Regions from separate parts of the Sus scrofa genome. Here region 1 is linked to region 2. The links are chromatin contacts, called in public HiChIP or PLAC-seq maps. All regions are on one chromosome and are shown on one strand. The core of a region is the stretch at or near the end of the contact, and the rest is flanking DNA. Distances in the headings are between cores, read along the strand shown.

Region 1 (6,522 bases), core at 37-2,536, 130 kb before region 2:
CATTCGGCCCCCTGCATCGCGCATGCGTCCTGGCCCCACCGCCCCCTCCCCCGTGGGCCCCGCCCCCGCCGCATTCACGCCCCTCACCGGCCCCGCCGCACGGGGGTGTGGCTTTGTCTGTCACTTTTGCCGGGGCAGGGGCCGCGGGGGCAAGGGGCAGCGGGCGAGCTGAAAACTTTAGTGGGAGTTTCGCACTTGCAGGCAAAGTGCGTTGGGCGGGGCTGCATGGCCGCTGGGTGTTGCGGGAGAGGCAGGTGGCATAGCCCAGAGCTCTCTGGAACCGACCCGGCCTCGGGACCATCACAATCCCGGGTCACCATCTCCTTCCCTTTGCTCAGTCCCACACTCCTGATCCCGCCTCGCAGCCGGGAAATAAGTACGGCCCGGAACAGACTGGCAACCTCGAGGGCCAATCCAGGTTCCGCCCTCACCCCGGCGGCCCAATCAGGAGAAAGAATAGGCGGGGCGATCACGGACACCTCCCCCTCGGCTCTTACTACTAGAAACCCGCGTCCCTCCGGGGGCGGAGGGACCAGGCTGGCCCGGCAAGACGGAAGTGGTTGCGCATGCGTACTTGTGTGGCCAAGAGGCCCATTTGCCCGCGCCGGAGACCTACCATTCGGCAGTCGGACCACCACTCCCGGCAGCCTCGGCGGCTCCCGCGCCTGCGCGGTCCTCACCGCCCGCCCTTTGTGTTGCCGGCCGGAGCCCAGCGCCGAGCGGCTTGGAGACAAAGGGACCCGAGAGGGGAGCGGTTCGCCAGGCCGGGTCCCCGTAGAGGGCAGGTGACCCCGACCCCTTCCCGCATGTGCCATGGAATCCTCTCTTAAAGTCCGCGCCCCCACTTCGAAAGACCACCCAAGCCGTGGTGGGGCAAGCGTCCGGGCGCCCGGGTCCCGGGGGCCTCTCCCTGTGCAGCCTTGGGCCCCCCTCCCCCTCCTCCCCGCCCTAAACGCCTGGATTTGGGCTTCCGAGGAGCCCCGTTGCCTAGACGACGGGGCCGCGCGAGGCCCGCCTCTTCCGGCCGAGGCCCCGCCTGTGGGCGTGGCCCCCTCCCCCGCTTTGTCCGCGGCGTGCGGGTCTGCGCCGCGCTTGGTGCTTTTCGGAGGACTCGTTTGGCCTCCTTTGTCCTGCCCTGTCCTTTGGCGGGTGTCGTGTCGCCAACTCTAACCCTGTCAGGTAGTTCGGCCTCGGCCCCTGACGTCCCTACCGCCTCTGTGCCTGGGCGGCGCTGCGTCTCTCGGACGGGTGGGTGGGCGGGTTCGCCTGGCTCCGGGTGCCCTGCTGCCCGTGGCCGCTCCCCCTGGGACTGAATCGATGCTCTGCGGTTCATCACGTTCTGGTGGAGTTCCCGAGTGTCCGGAGAACAGTGTCGTGACAACCAAGACCGCGGGAGAGTTTCTTAATTACTCAGTGTCATTCAGACCGAGCCAGTGTTTGTAAAATAGGTTTTGATCCGCAGTGCCCCTAGCAGCGATCTGCAGAGCAGTCCGCGATGTGGCTGTCAGTGCAGACTAAGTTGGGCTGGTCGTCTTTGGAAATGGGTTGGAACGCTGCTGCGGTGATAAACGACGAGTAGGAGTAAAACTTTGAGGTAAATGGGTTTGATCTTCATTCTACCCCTTCATCGCACCCTCACATCAGGAAACGTTCACTTCGATATTTGGGAAAGTGGTTATTTTACTTAGAGAGTCACACTTTTCCAGCTTGGGCCCAGTGTAAAGCAAATGATAGGTAAAGTTTCATTTATTGGCCACTAGCCTGCTTAAAAGGCTTTAATACTGTGACACTATGTGGCAACGAAGAGACTATATGGAATAGAGTAAACGTTGCATAGGAGAAACGCATATACGTAATTTTAAAGTACAGTAACAAGAAAGAGGTTCTTTTAATCCTTGCATTCACTGGCTCTAAAATGAGTAGTGTTTATCTGAATTTAAGAATAAAGGTGGGCGTTCCCGTCGTGGCGCAGTGGTTAACGAATCTGACTAGGAACCATGAGGTTGTGGGTTCGATCCCTGGCCTTGCTCAGTGGGTTAAGGATCCGCGTTGCTGTGAGCTGTGGTGTAGGTAGCAGACGTGGCTCAGATCCCACGTTGCTGTGGCTCTGGCGTAGGCCGGTGGCTACAGCTCCGATTCGACCCCTAGCCTGGGAACCTCCATATGCCGAGGGAGCGGCCCAAGACATGGCAAAAAGCCAAAAAACTAAAAATAAATTAAAAAAAAAAAATAAAGGTGGAGTTCTTGTCATGGTGCAGTGGAAACTAGTCCGATTAGGAACCATGAGGGTCCAGGTTTCATCCCTAGCCTCTCTCAGTGGGTTAAGGATTCGGTGTGACCCTGAGCTGTAGTGTAGGTTGCAGATGCAGCTCGGATCTGGTGTTGCTGTGACTCTGGTGTAGGCCAGCAGCTGTTAAAAAAAAAAAAAAAAGAAAGAAAAAAGGTGAGAAATAATTTACCCTTCCCAATGACCATCAAGCTGGAGTGTTTGTTGTTTTGTTTTGTTTTTTTGCTTTTTAGAGCTGCATCTGTGGCATATGAAGGTTCCCAGGCTAGAGGTTGAATCAGAGCTGTAGCTGCTGGCCTACACCACAGCCACAGCAACGCAGGATCCAAGCTGCGTCTGTGACCTACACCACAGGTCACAGCAACGCCAGATCCTTAACCCGCTGAGTGAGGCCAGGGATTGAATCTGCAACCTCATGGCTCCTAGTTGGCTTCGTTTCCGCTGCACAACGATGGGGAACTCCTGCTGTTGTTTTTTTCTTTTTTTTTAATGACTAGCTGTGGCATATGGAAGTTCCCAGACCAAGGGTCTGATTGGAGCTACAGCTACAGGCCTACACCACAGCCACAGCAACACCAGATCCCAGACCTGTCTCCGACCTACACCTCGGCTCAGGGCAACACCGGATCCTTAACCCGCTGAGCCAGGAAAGGAACCGAATCCTAGTTGTCCTGGATACTAGTTGGGTTGGTTACCGCTGAGCCAGGATGGGAAATCCCGGAGGTTTTTTTGTTTGTTTCTGCTTTTTTTTGGTCTTTTTAGGGCTGCACCCGTGGCATATGGAGGTTCCCAGGCTAGGGGTCTAATTGGAGCTACAGCTGCCGGCCTACACCACAGCCACAGCAAGGAGGGATCCAAGCCCTGTCTGTGAACTACAGCACAGCTCATGGCAATGCCAGATCCTTAATCCACTGAGGGAGGCCAGGGATCGAACCCAAAACCTCATGGTTCCTAGTCAGATTCGTTTCCACTGGGCCACGACGGGAACTCCAGGTTCTTTTTTGCCTTTTTTTTTAAATCAAGATGTCATGTCTTTTTTTTTTTTTTGGCTGCCCTGGAGGCACATGGAGATGTCATATCAATAATGATTCCTCTCATTTTTTCATGGACTTGACAGACGTGTGAAACACAACAGCTTTTTATTCATTCAACAAGAAGTATTTAGGATTGTCTACCATGTCTTTTATGCACTAGGAATGCAGTGGTGAATAATGGCTACAAGACATTTAATTTACCCCTTGGGCTAAAAAGTCAGAAAATATTTGATTAGCTTTACAAAGTTCTTAAAATGTATACCAATGACTTACTGTTTTCTGGACAAGGTTAGAGGACCAGTAGTAAAATATAGTTAATGGTGATCAGTCATTTAATTAAGTTAATTAATTTATTTTTTGGTCGCCCCTTGGCATATGGAGTCTTCAGGCCAGTGATCAGATCTGAGCCACTGTTGCTACCTAAGCCACAGCTGCGGCAACAGTGGATCCTTAACCCACCCTGTGGAGCAGGGGATTGAACCTGCATCTCAGCACTCCCAAGACTCGGGGGATCCCATTGGGCCACAGTGAGACCTCCTGATCGGGCATTTTAAATATGCCACTATGGAAAAGGGTATTTCTAGTTTTAATGGAGATGCTCAAACCTATGGGAATAAAAGAGATGAACATACAATTCTTTGTTTTGAAGTGCTTAAAATATAAATCCTAGTACATTTATCTCAAACCTGCAATGCCCTGAACAATATGCTACCCTACCTACTGTACTTTGGATTTACAAAATTTTGCTTTAAAAGAAAATGCCATGCTGAGAACTACGTTTTGTTGTTGTTGTCATTCAGGAGTAAGAAATGGCATTCATGATGGTATAGAACCTTAATAAACTTCCTTGTTCCGACTTCAAATTCCGAAGACTCTACTCTCTCTCTAGGTGTAGATGCTAATGCATCTTCCCAGTCACTTTCACTTTACCTTAATATTGGACCTGCAGGAGGAGTCCTGTTTTAGCCATCATTAAATAATGGATGTGTTGATCTTTGAAGATTCCCCCAAGACTTTAGAAAAGCTAAATTGCTGCAGACTAAGGACTGAGCCCCTTACAGGACCAGTTTTCACAGGACAGAAGATTCCATTGTTAGTTTAAAAATCATGATCTCTCAGGGCCAAGTAAAACATGCCAGCTATCCAGGTTGGTGTACAGGATTTGGTCTTCAGACTTACTAAAGCAGTTTCCAAAAACTTCAGGCTTTTTCCTTGAATTCCACAGATGGCAGTGAAGCCTTGGTTCATTTTCTTCTTTCACTGGCACGTCTAGTATCAGGATCAGAGCTTTCTCTATCAGACGCTTTACTGCCCAAATTCCCTTCTACCTGCACAACAGGTAGGTTTCATCCAAGATGAATTCAGCAACGCTTTCCTGAGTCTTTTTTTTTTAGGGCCGCCCTCACAGCATATGGAAGTTCCCAGGCTAGGGGTCCAATCTGAGCTGCGGCTGCTGGCCTGCACCACAGCCACAGCAACGCCGCATCCCAGCCGCTTCTGCGACCTACATCACAGCTCACAGCAACGGAGGATCCTTTAACTCACTGAGGCCAGGGATTGAACCCTCGTCCTCCTGGGCGCTAGGTTCCTTACCGCTGAGCCACAGGGGAACCCCCCCCCCTGAATTTGGTTGCTGGGTGCAGTAAGAGTCTCCAAAAGAATTTTCAATCTAAAGTACTCCTGGAGAGAAACATTCACACGTTGTAGGAGAAAGGAGAGAGAATTACAAAACAACGTCAAGGCAAGCATGCAGGCAGTGGGGAAGCGGTGGAGGAGCCCCAGCTTAGCACTGATGTGGAGGTCTCCTAATCCTAAAAATAGGTCCTAACATTTTAGCGTCAGGCATTAGCATCCAGTTTACATTAGACTACCGTTAAGCTTGAAATAGAACTGCAGAATTGGACTCCAGGGATCGTGGGGGAGAGGTTTTTGTAAGTGCTCCAGGAACATACTAGTTCGTCTCTTCTTAAGTACTTGCCTTTCTTTAGAGCTACCAAAACAAACCAAAAAAAGAAATGAGGAACTTCCTTGCGCTCTTGAGCGCTGCAAAGGCAAAGGGATCTTTTCTCTTTTCCACGCTGTTTTGCAAGATAGTAATAGGGACGTGTTTCTCGAGACAAAGCAACTTCTAAAAAGTCCCATCGAAGCCGCAATTCTGAATGGTTTTGTTCTCAACAGACCGACAGAAATTTTAACCTTAAAGTAAATCCCAAGCAGACATTTCCTACTATGCATGCTTGGTGGATGGGTGGCCTCCTAGCTTAGGTCTTTCTTCCCGAGACAGAAAGAGGGGGTCTGTTGTGTGTGTGCACCGTTGCGATGCAGGCGAGCCCCGCGAGCAGGCGAGGGCCCGCCGGGGGACCCGCTTCGAAACCAGGTTCGTGCCGGGTCAGCTCAGACGCCCCGCGCCACTTGCGCTGAGGCGTGGACGAGCGGAGCGCCTCTGCCCGCGGTCGCCGGGTCGGTCGCCCACAATCCCGCGCCCGCCGCTCCCTCCCCCACCCCGGGGCCCGGCCCCTCTGCCCCTGCGCAGCCGCGGACGGCGGAGCGCCCTAGGGAGGCGGGGCCGCCCCTTCCGGGGTGGGCGGTACCTGACTGGCCCCTTCCGGGTGGCGGGGCCTGGCAGGCCCTTTCCGGGTGGGCGGGCCCTTCTGCAGTGGGCGGGGCCGGCGAGCCTCAGTTCGGCTGGTGCGCCGGCCATGCTGCGGACGCGCGGAGCCCGTCTGGGCTCCCAGCTCCTGCCCGCCGCGCTGGGCCTGGGGCCGGCGTCTGGGCGGGCGGCGTCGGGGGCTCGCGGGCAAGAGTGGCTGCAGCCTGCGGGCTACGACACGGGCGTCAAGGTGTACAACAGCCTCACCCGGAGGAAAGACCCCTTGATCGTGAGCAGCGCGGATGCCGCCTCTTGGTAGCCCCCCGGGGCTTGGGGGAGCAGGGTGCTGGGGCATGTGGGGCGGGAAGGACTGTGGACCCAGCTTTTCCTGAGGCGGGGGCTCTGCGTGGAAAGTGGAATTGGGCTCTCGGGTGGAAGCAGTTAATAAGTAATAAAGCAGATTGGCAGAACCCTTAGAGACGCTGTGGAATGGTGACGGCTTTGGCTATGAATTTAGCGACTTGAGTGCAATAGAACCCCGACTTAGGCATTCCCCCGAAGTGGTTCCTGTTGAAAAAATCATGGTTATAGGGTGATGGTAACAGAATGTG
Region 2 (6,933 bases), core at 1,622-4,121:
TATTTAGGCCAGGCCGCGGGCGGTATTTCGGGCCCCCTGCAGCTCTTGAGGGGGGCTCCTTGGAGCACAGTCAAGGACTCCGGGGTGGTGCTGGTTCCCCGAGAGCACAGGGAGGCCCCACCCCTCGAAGGGAGCTGGGATCCTTACCTCCAAAGCCTGGGGCGCCCGGCGGCCCCAAGGGCCCTTCCCGGCCCGGAGCTCCTGGGAAGCCGTGCTGTCCTGGCGGCCCGGGCAGGCCCGGCTGGCCCGAAGGTCCTGGGAAGCCCGGCTGCCCCTTGAGGCCTGGCATTCCTGGCATCCCCTCGCTTCCTGCAGGAAAGGAGACAACACCTGAGGACAAGCCCCCAGCTCACTGCCAGCACCACCTACCGCCTCAGGCTTGTTCTGCAAAGACAGGTTTTCTGGCGGGGGGGACGTGGAAAATGCACAGAAGTGAAACAAAGGTGGGAAGCTCACGCTCTTGCCCCGAGACAGGCACTCACACCTCGGTATCTTTCCTTCTGGCCTTTTTCCTGCTCCTGTAACTACACCTAGATCGTAGATGTTTGCAGAACTGACACCCACTTCAGCTGCAGGTTGGTTTTTCCTTCCTTTTTCAGCTGCACCCATGGCACATGGAAGTTCCCTGGTCAGGGATCGAATCCAAGCCACATCTACGACCTATGCCCCAACTGCCCCAACTCTGGATCCTCAACCCAGAGTGCCACAGTGGGAACTCCTTAAGTGCAGTTTTAATCTAGCTTTCTTTCACTTGATATTTATAGTGGGAGCATTTGGCCACATTTGAAAGTACTCTTTTCAAGCACATTAAGTGGCGACGTGCGTAACTTCCTGGTCTGCCCGCTGCTGCCGCCGGGGGTGGTCGGATGGACATGAAAACAGTTTCTCCAAACTGATGCTTTGGAAATCTAAGCTTTTACCAAAAATATCCTGCCTAGACCAGCTGGGCATTACGGTGACACTGAACGTGGGGAACTGCCACAGGCTTGAAAGGGACCCTGAGGCCGTTTGCTGTTGCCACACTCTGACTTTTTAAAAAGCTGCCACAGGCACCCTCTGTAGAAGAGCTGGGGCAGGGCTTCTACCCTCAGACTGCAGAAGGGACCGGCAGGGCACACGGACACTTGCTCCCCAGCCTGGGGTGTCCACCTGCCCATCGAGAACCAGGCGTCCCCACCTCACGGCTCATGGCTCCTGTGAAGGCCGCCTGCGGGCCTGGCGGCTTTGGGTATAGACATCACTTCCTGCACCGGGCGGAGCCCCGACGGAGGGGCTCGGGCACCGGGCTGATGACAACAGACAGTCCGCACACCGCAGCTGGTGCATCTTCGGGGACCCCTAATGGGCTGCCGTCTCCCCACCCGCTCGTCGGTCAGGCCGTGTCATCAGAGCCGGGCGTCTGGGTCCTCAGGGCCCGTTTTGCATAAACCGGAAGCTCAGAGCCTTGGACGCCTTGCTTATTTGCCCAACAACGGGCGTCTTCCGCTTTGCTAAACGCACGTGGGTGATGCTGTGAACTCTTCACGCCTCAATTCCACACCCGCAGAGGAAGCCGCGCCCAGATCGTCTCTGCCTTCCTCGCCACCCCCACCGAGCACCGCGGGCCCTTCGTCACACCACGTGTTCTGCTGAAAGCAGCTGTGAGCCCCCCACGATGGCGCCCCCCGACCTGGAGACAGCACACCAGCTAACTGTACTAGAGGAAGGGCTGAGTCGGCCACCTGTCCTGGCGGCGGACGGTAGACACAGCATGATGGCCACCATTCCAGAGCATTCCAAAGGAAGGTTGGCACCGAGCGGGAGAAGCAGCAACGAGACTCATAAGCACAGTCCCGGGGTTCCCACCAAACCTCCCGGAGGGCTTTTTGAGCCCCTGGGGAGCGCGGGGCAGTGGCCAGGCCCCTCCCCACCCGCCGTGGCGACCTACCTCTGAATCCAGGCGCTCCTCTCTCTCCTGGGGGGCCCTTCAGCCCGGGGTGTCCAGGCAGTCCGGGGTCTCCCCGGGAACCCGGCTGGGCCCCCAGGACTTCTCCAGGAAGGCCCTTGTCCCCTGGGGGTCCGACTGGCCCTGGCAGGCCGGAGGGGCCTGGGAGTCCGTCCAGGCCGGGGGGGCCCACTGCACCTTTGGATCCTCGGGGCCCCACAAACCCTGGAAGGAAACACATGGCGTCCCCATAATCAGAGGTCAGCATCATGGCATCATGGCATCACGTAAGAGAGGTACCAGAACGAGGCTGAGGCAGCAGGGGTCTGTGTGGGGCAGCCGGCTCCAGCCCTGGCCCCATCGCTGGCCTCTGAACCCACAGCACTCGCAAGGCTGTCCTCCTGCCTCCCTGCGCCGTCTGGCCCCAGGCCCAGGGTGCAGTGGAGGTCGACAAGCGCTCTGAACCGACTTTCCCTGGACTGAACCCTTCATCATTCGTGGGCTCCTGTGCTGCGCAAATAATCCCAGAATCGCTTCCAAGCTGTGTGTGCAGGTGAGGGCAGATCCCAGGACATGAGGACAGACCCCAGGAGGTGAGGGCAGATTCCAGGAGGCGAGGACAGACCCCAGCAGGTAAGGGCGGACCCCAGGAGGTGAGGACGGACCCGAGGAGGTGAGGACAGACACCAAGAAGTGAGGGCGGATCCCAGGAGGTGAGGACGGACCCCAGGAGGTGAGGACGGACCCCAGGAGGAGAGGGTGACCAGACCCTCAGAGCCCCAACTCTGTCCCCTCCCATCCCCCGTCCTGGAGCGGGATCCTCAGACATCGGCCGGTTTGGAACAACTCTGAAGGGGAAGCGAGCCTCCCTGTCGCCACTGCCACCATGTCCGGATGGAGGGTGGTCTGGCCACGCCTGGACACCACAGCAATGGTCTCTTCAAACCACTTCCCCTCTCAGGCTCTCACCCTGATGTGACCTCAGACTGAACTGCAAGAGTGACAGTCACACGTCTGTCCAGAAGGAAAGGCTTCTGAGGTCACTGCCACCAAGGTTGGTGGGGGGCGTGGGGAGGAGGCCTTCCTGCCCGTCCCGGGCACTGACCGGCTCTGGCCTTAACCCGAGTGTCACTGGCAGACCCCGTGTCAGGGTCTAATGATGTGAAGGGGAGAAGGAAGAGGCTCTCACGGAAGCGACGGAACTGCTCAGGGGACCGGGCCGCCCCGGCGCGTGCGGGTCTTACATCTGGGATGGACTCTGAAGGTGGCGTTTTCTGTCCGCTGCCCGCGGAGCTGGGATGGACGGTCCTTCTGCCGCTAGGACAGGTGACGTGCATTTGGAAAAGCGAGGCCTCGGTTCCTCTCGCCCGCCTTCCTCTGGTCTCCCCACTGCCCTGTTCTCTCAAGGGCCAGCGTGTCCCCACAAACCAGGCTTTCTTCGACTACAGTGACCTTCCGGAATTTTCCGAGGAGGCGCATCCCACTCATTCCCCAGGCCCTGCAGTTCCCCGGGCTGGGCCCGCCTGGCCAGGCAGGGAAGTGATTGCTTCGGAGCCACAGAGAGAAGGTCTCAAGAAGCTGCATCTTCGCAGACAATTCCCACTTCGCTTTAGGAGGTGTGATGGCAGCCAAGTGGCAGCGCTCTACCTGCAAAGGCCCCGGCCTGGCCGCAAGATGATGCCGTGCGCCCCTCCGCGTGCGGGCGCAGACCACCCCTCGCTGCTCTCCGGGCCTTGGCTCTGCTGCTCTCTGGGCCTTGATAACAGTCACGGGAGCAGCCGCTCCTAGTCTGCAAATCATGGACCGACATGCAAGGCTCCAGGCTCAGGTGTGCAGCGGCGTTTGCAGGCTGGGATGCTGAGTCCTGGACGCTCGATCAGGATGGACGCCAAGCTGTATGTTTAGCATTAAACCAGCTGCCCGAGGGCAGGACAGGCAAGAGGCAAAACTCAATGAGTCTCTGCTGAAAACACTTGCTCAACGGTCTCAATCTAAGGAACTACTCTTTGGTGTCACAGTGCAGAGATCTGGAGGGTTCTCTCGGGTTCCGGGGCCTCGGTTTGAAGGGATCGCTGAGCCGCCGGAGGGCGTGGGAGGAGTGCCAGGGGTCTGCATGCACCGGGCCTGCAGCACCGAGGTCTGCGTCCCCGGGTCCGGCCGGCCTGTCCCCGAGGCGCCAGGGGGAACGCGGCCGCGGTGTCCTGACGTGTGTGGGGGTGGTTATGGAGCAGAACCTCCTGGAGGCAGATTTCATGCCAACCAAGCAAGAACTTTCTAGCAGGAAGAGAGTTTCGAAGTCTCACAGTGCCGGGTGGCTGATCCCCACGAGGCTGGAAGAACACCTGCGGGAGCCTGCGGGGTGTTTGCCTCGGGGACCTCACTGGCTTCCATGGTTTTGCTCAGACAATGTAGTCCCCGGGGCCTGGGCCTCTGCACACACAGGGACACAGGCGTGCTCTGGGCCGCGACCCAGAGGGACAGCTGTGTTTGGGGTCACTGAAGGGCGTTCTAGAACAGGTGGACACCCAGGCAGGTGCGCCCAACTCTTCACCCCAGTCGGTGACAGAGGCTCGCTCATCTCCCTCCCCACATGGCGAAGAGGGCATCATTGGCTTCCGGGACGCCTTGTTGGGTCAAGTGTGGATGGAATGGTGCAAAGTGTTCACTCAGAGGAGCTGCACCCTGCGGGGGGCAGACAGCGCCACGAACCGCAGAATCCCAGGTGTTCCCTGCGTGGCGGTGGTGAGTGAGCAGATGGGGAGCGGATGATGAGGGCGCAGAAGAGGGTGACGCCAGGCGCCCTTAGAATGTTTACTATCAAACACAGAAAAATCTCGCTGCCGCCTTCGTCCTGCAAGACCCCAGCGTAGCCTTCGTGCTGCAGAGGGTGATGTTTTAGTTTCCCAGAGCCAAGAACATACATTACTTGTTGGCTATGCTCGCGGCATCTGGAAATTCCTGGGCCAGGGATCGAACCTGCGTCACAGCAACGACCCGAACTGCTACAGGGACAATGCCGGATCCTTCACTGCTGCACCCCAGGAGAACTCCCCAACAGTTTTCAAGTGTGAGAAGACAGTGGTGCTGGGGCCACCATCTCACACAGTCACTTGCTGGGCGGAAGGGGCTGAGTGGGCGTCCCGCCCTGACTCACCTGGGGGTCCTGGGAATCCCTCGCGACCTGGATCTCCCGGGAATCCCTTCAGCCCTGGGGCTCCATCAGCTCCCGACGGCCCTGGGATCCCTCTGAGGCCCTTGGCACCTAAATAACCCAAAGAAACCAGGTCAGAAGCGGAGGGGAACCCCCAGCAGGAGATGAACTGGAGACTCAGGTCTGGCACCTGACTTAAAAACGTGGTTTCTTAGGAAGCTGGGAAGGGACGAGGCTGGGGGACATCAGCCCCGAGACAGCTCCTCTGACAGCCGGCGGGGCTGCGTCTCAGTCTGCACCAGAAACAGAGGGTCAGTCTACACTGGAAACGAGGGTCAGTCTACACCAGAAATGGTGAATCTCAGCTCCCATCACAACCTCACGGTCTCACTGACCTACGACTTCCTCGACTTCCTGCTGTGAAACCGTGTTCACTGTCCCTCTTCCCTCACATCCAGCGTGTGTCTATTTTGGGCCGGGCTCCCCCGCACCCCCACCTCGTGGCTGCTGGAAGCCATCCTGCTGCCGCTCTGAGCCCCTCCCCCGTTGGGGAGCTCAGGACATCGGGGTCAGGGAGGCAGGGGGCGGAGGAAGAGCAAGAGAGAGGGGAACAGAAGATGCAGACGCCCAGAGGAAGGCTGGACGTGCTCGCTCATTACCTGGGGGGCCGGGGGGGCCCGGCTGGCCTGGCGATCCCTTGGGCCCTCCGACACAGCCTGGGAAGAGAGGAAGAAGTTGCTGCAGTCGAGGTCAACACCGGACCTCACCGCTTGGGAGCTGCAGAAGTCAAGAGCGCCCGCCAAGAAAGCCAGCCACGCTTTACCATCGGAGGAATTTAGTGATCTAATTAGTCTGGAGGCGGATGTAAACAAGTCTAATTTCCCTGCGTAATAACATCAGACTAGTAATATAAAGTGCAAACGAAGTCGGTCCAGCCAGATAACCGTCTGAGCTGGCAGTGAGTGGGTGGTCCTCGGCGAGGGCCACACCTGGCACAGCCACGTTCACCTGGCGCCCTGCCCCACCCCCGAGTCAGGCAGTGTGAACGCCTTTCTTCGTCTGGAAACTTCCCCCAGGGATGGAGGAGGCTTGCGGTCTCAGAAGGAAGGCTTTGACTTCTCCTTTGGGACTTAGGTCACTTTCAGAATTAGCCTCGGCCACTTGCTGCTGAGAGTCACGCAGCACTTCTGGCTGGTGACACTGGCAGGGGTACTTTGTCGGAGGCGCCCTGTGGGCACAGTAATGCTTTCCCACACCCTTGGTCCGTTTGCCTGGGGTTTGGCAGTGCTCCTGTGGTGGCCCGACTTAATGGCCAAGGAGGGGCTTTGGGCTCCTCTGCCACACGAGGGGTCCGGGGCACAAGGACAGCCACCAGGTCTAAAGAGAAAGGACCCGGCCATCTGCAGGGGCCCAGCCTCGAGCCCGCGGAGCCTCACTGCCGGGCCTTCCCACCTCTGAGCCCAGCCGGCTCTGCGGTTGCCCCTCCTGCCCTGCACCCTGGCCCCGAGCACCTGACCAACTCCCCACCCCCTGCAGGGGACCCACAAGTCCTGACGCTGCTTCTCCAAGCCCCGCCTTCACCCTGAGGGTTACGCCCCAACTCTCAACAGCCACCTGGGAGCCACTGTCCTCCAGACGTTTCGCTGGCACCTTTAACCACGAAAAATCTCCCCCTTTTTTCCTTTTTAGGGCCACACCCATGGCATACGGAGGTTCCCAGGTTAGGGGTCCAATAGGAGCTATAGCTGCCGGCCTACACCACAGCCACAGCCATGCGGGATCCAAGCCACGTCTGCTACCTACACCACGGCTCACGGGTAAGGCTGGATCCTTAACCCACTGAGCGAAGCCAGGGATT

What was found. HiChIP or PLAC-seq counts read pairs in DNA pulled down with a chosen protein or histone mark.
Region 1: an H3K27ac HiChIP or PLAC-seq map of alveolar macrophages shows a contact between it and region 2, with 5 times the contacts expected there. The contact joins the promoter of CARS2 here to the enhancer-like site in region 2. A contact is called at or near these places in 7 of 47 Hi-C or Micro-C datasets (blood, fibroblasts, mesenteric adipose tissue and 4 more) and 2 of 2 datasets of contacts at active chromatin or transcription factors (alveolar macrophages and skeletal muscle).

What each region holds. Positions count from the first base shown.
Region 1 is chr11:77,264,700-77,271,221 of Sscrofa11.1, reverse strand. CARS2 (probable cysteine--tRNA ligase, mitochondrial) reads left to right here and starts at 1,286. Exons shown (of 15, transcript XM_021065916.1): 1 at 1,286-1,594. ING1 (inhibitor of growth protein 1) reads right to left here and starts at 950. Exons shown (of 2, transcript XM_021065917.1): 1 at 617-950. The coding sequence starts at 815.
Region 2 is chr11:77,136,344-77,143,276 of Sscrofa11.1, reverse strand. It overlaps COL4A2 (collagen alpha-2(IV) chain), which reads right to left. Exons shown (of 48, transcript XM_021065909.1): 27 at 5,735-5,791; 28 at 5,079-5,186; 29 at 1,928-2,149; 30 at 148-309. Among named protein-coding and RNA genes, the nearest start is that of RAB20, 49 kb to the left of the region's middle. Within about 2 kb of position 2,871, at least 1 of the 83 cell types and tissues checked has an H3K27ac peak or open chromatin away from gene starts, as enhancers often do. A contact at or near this core is called in alveolar macrophages, where this site is marked.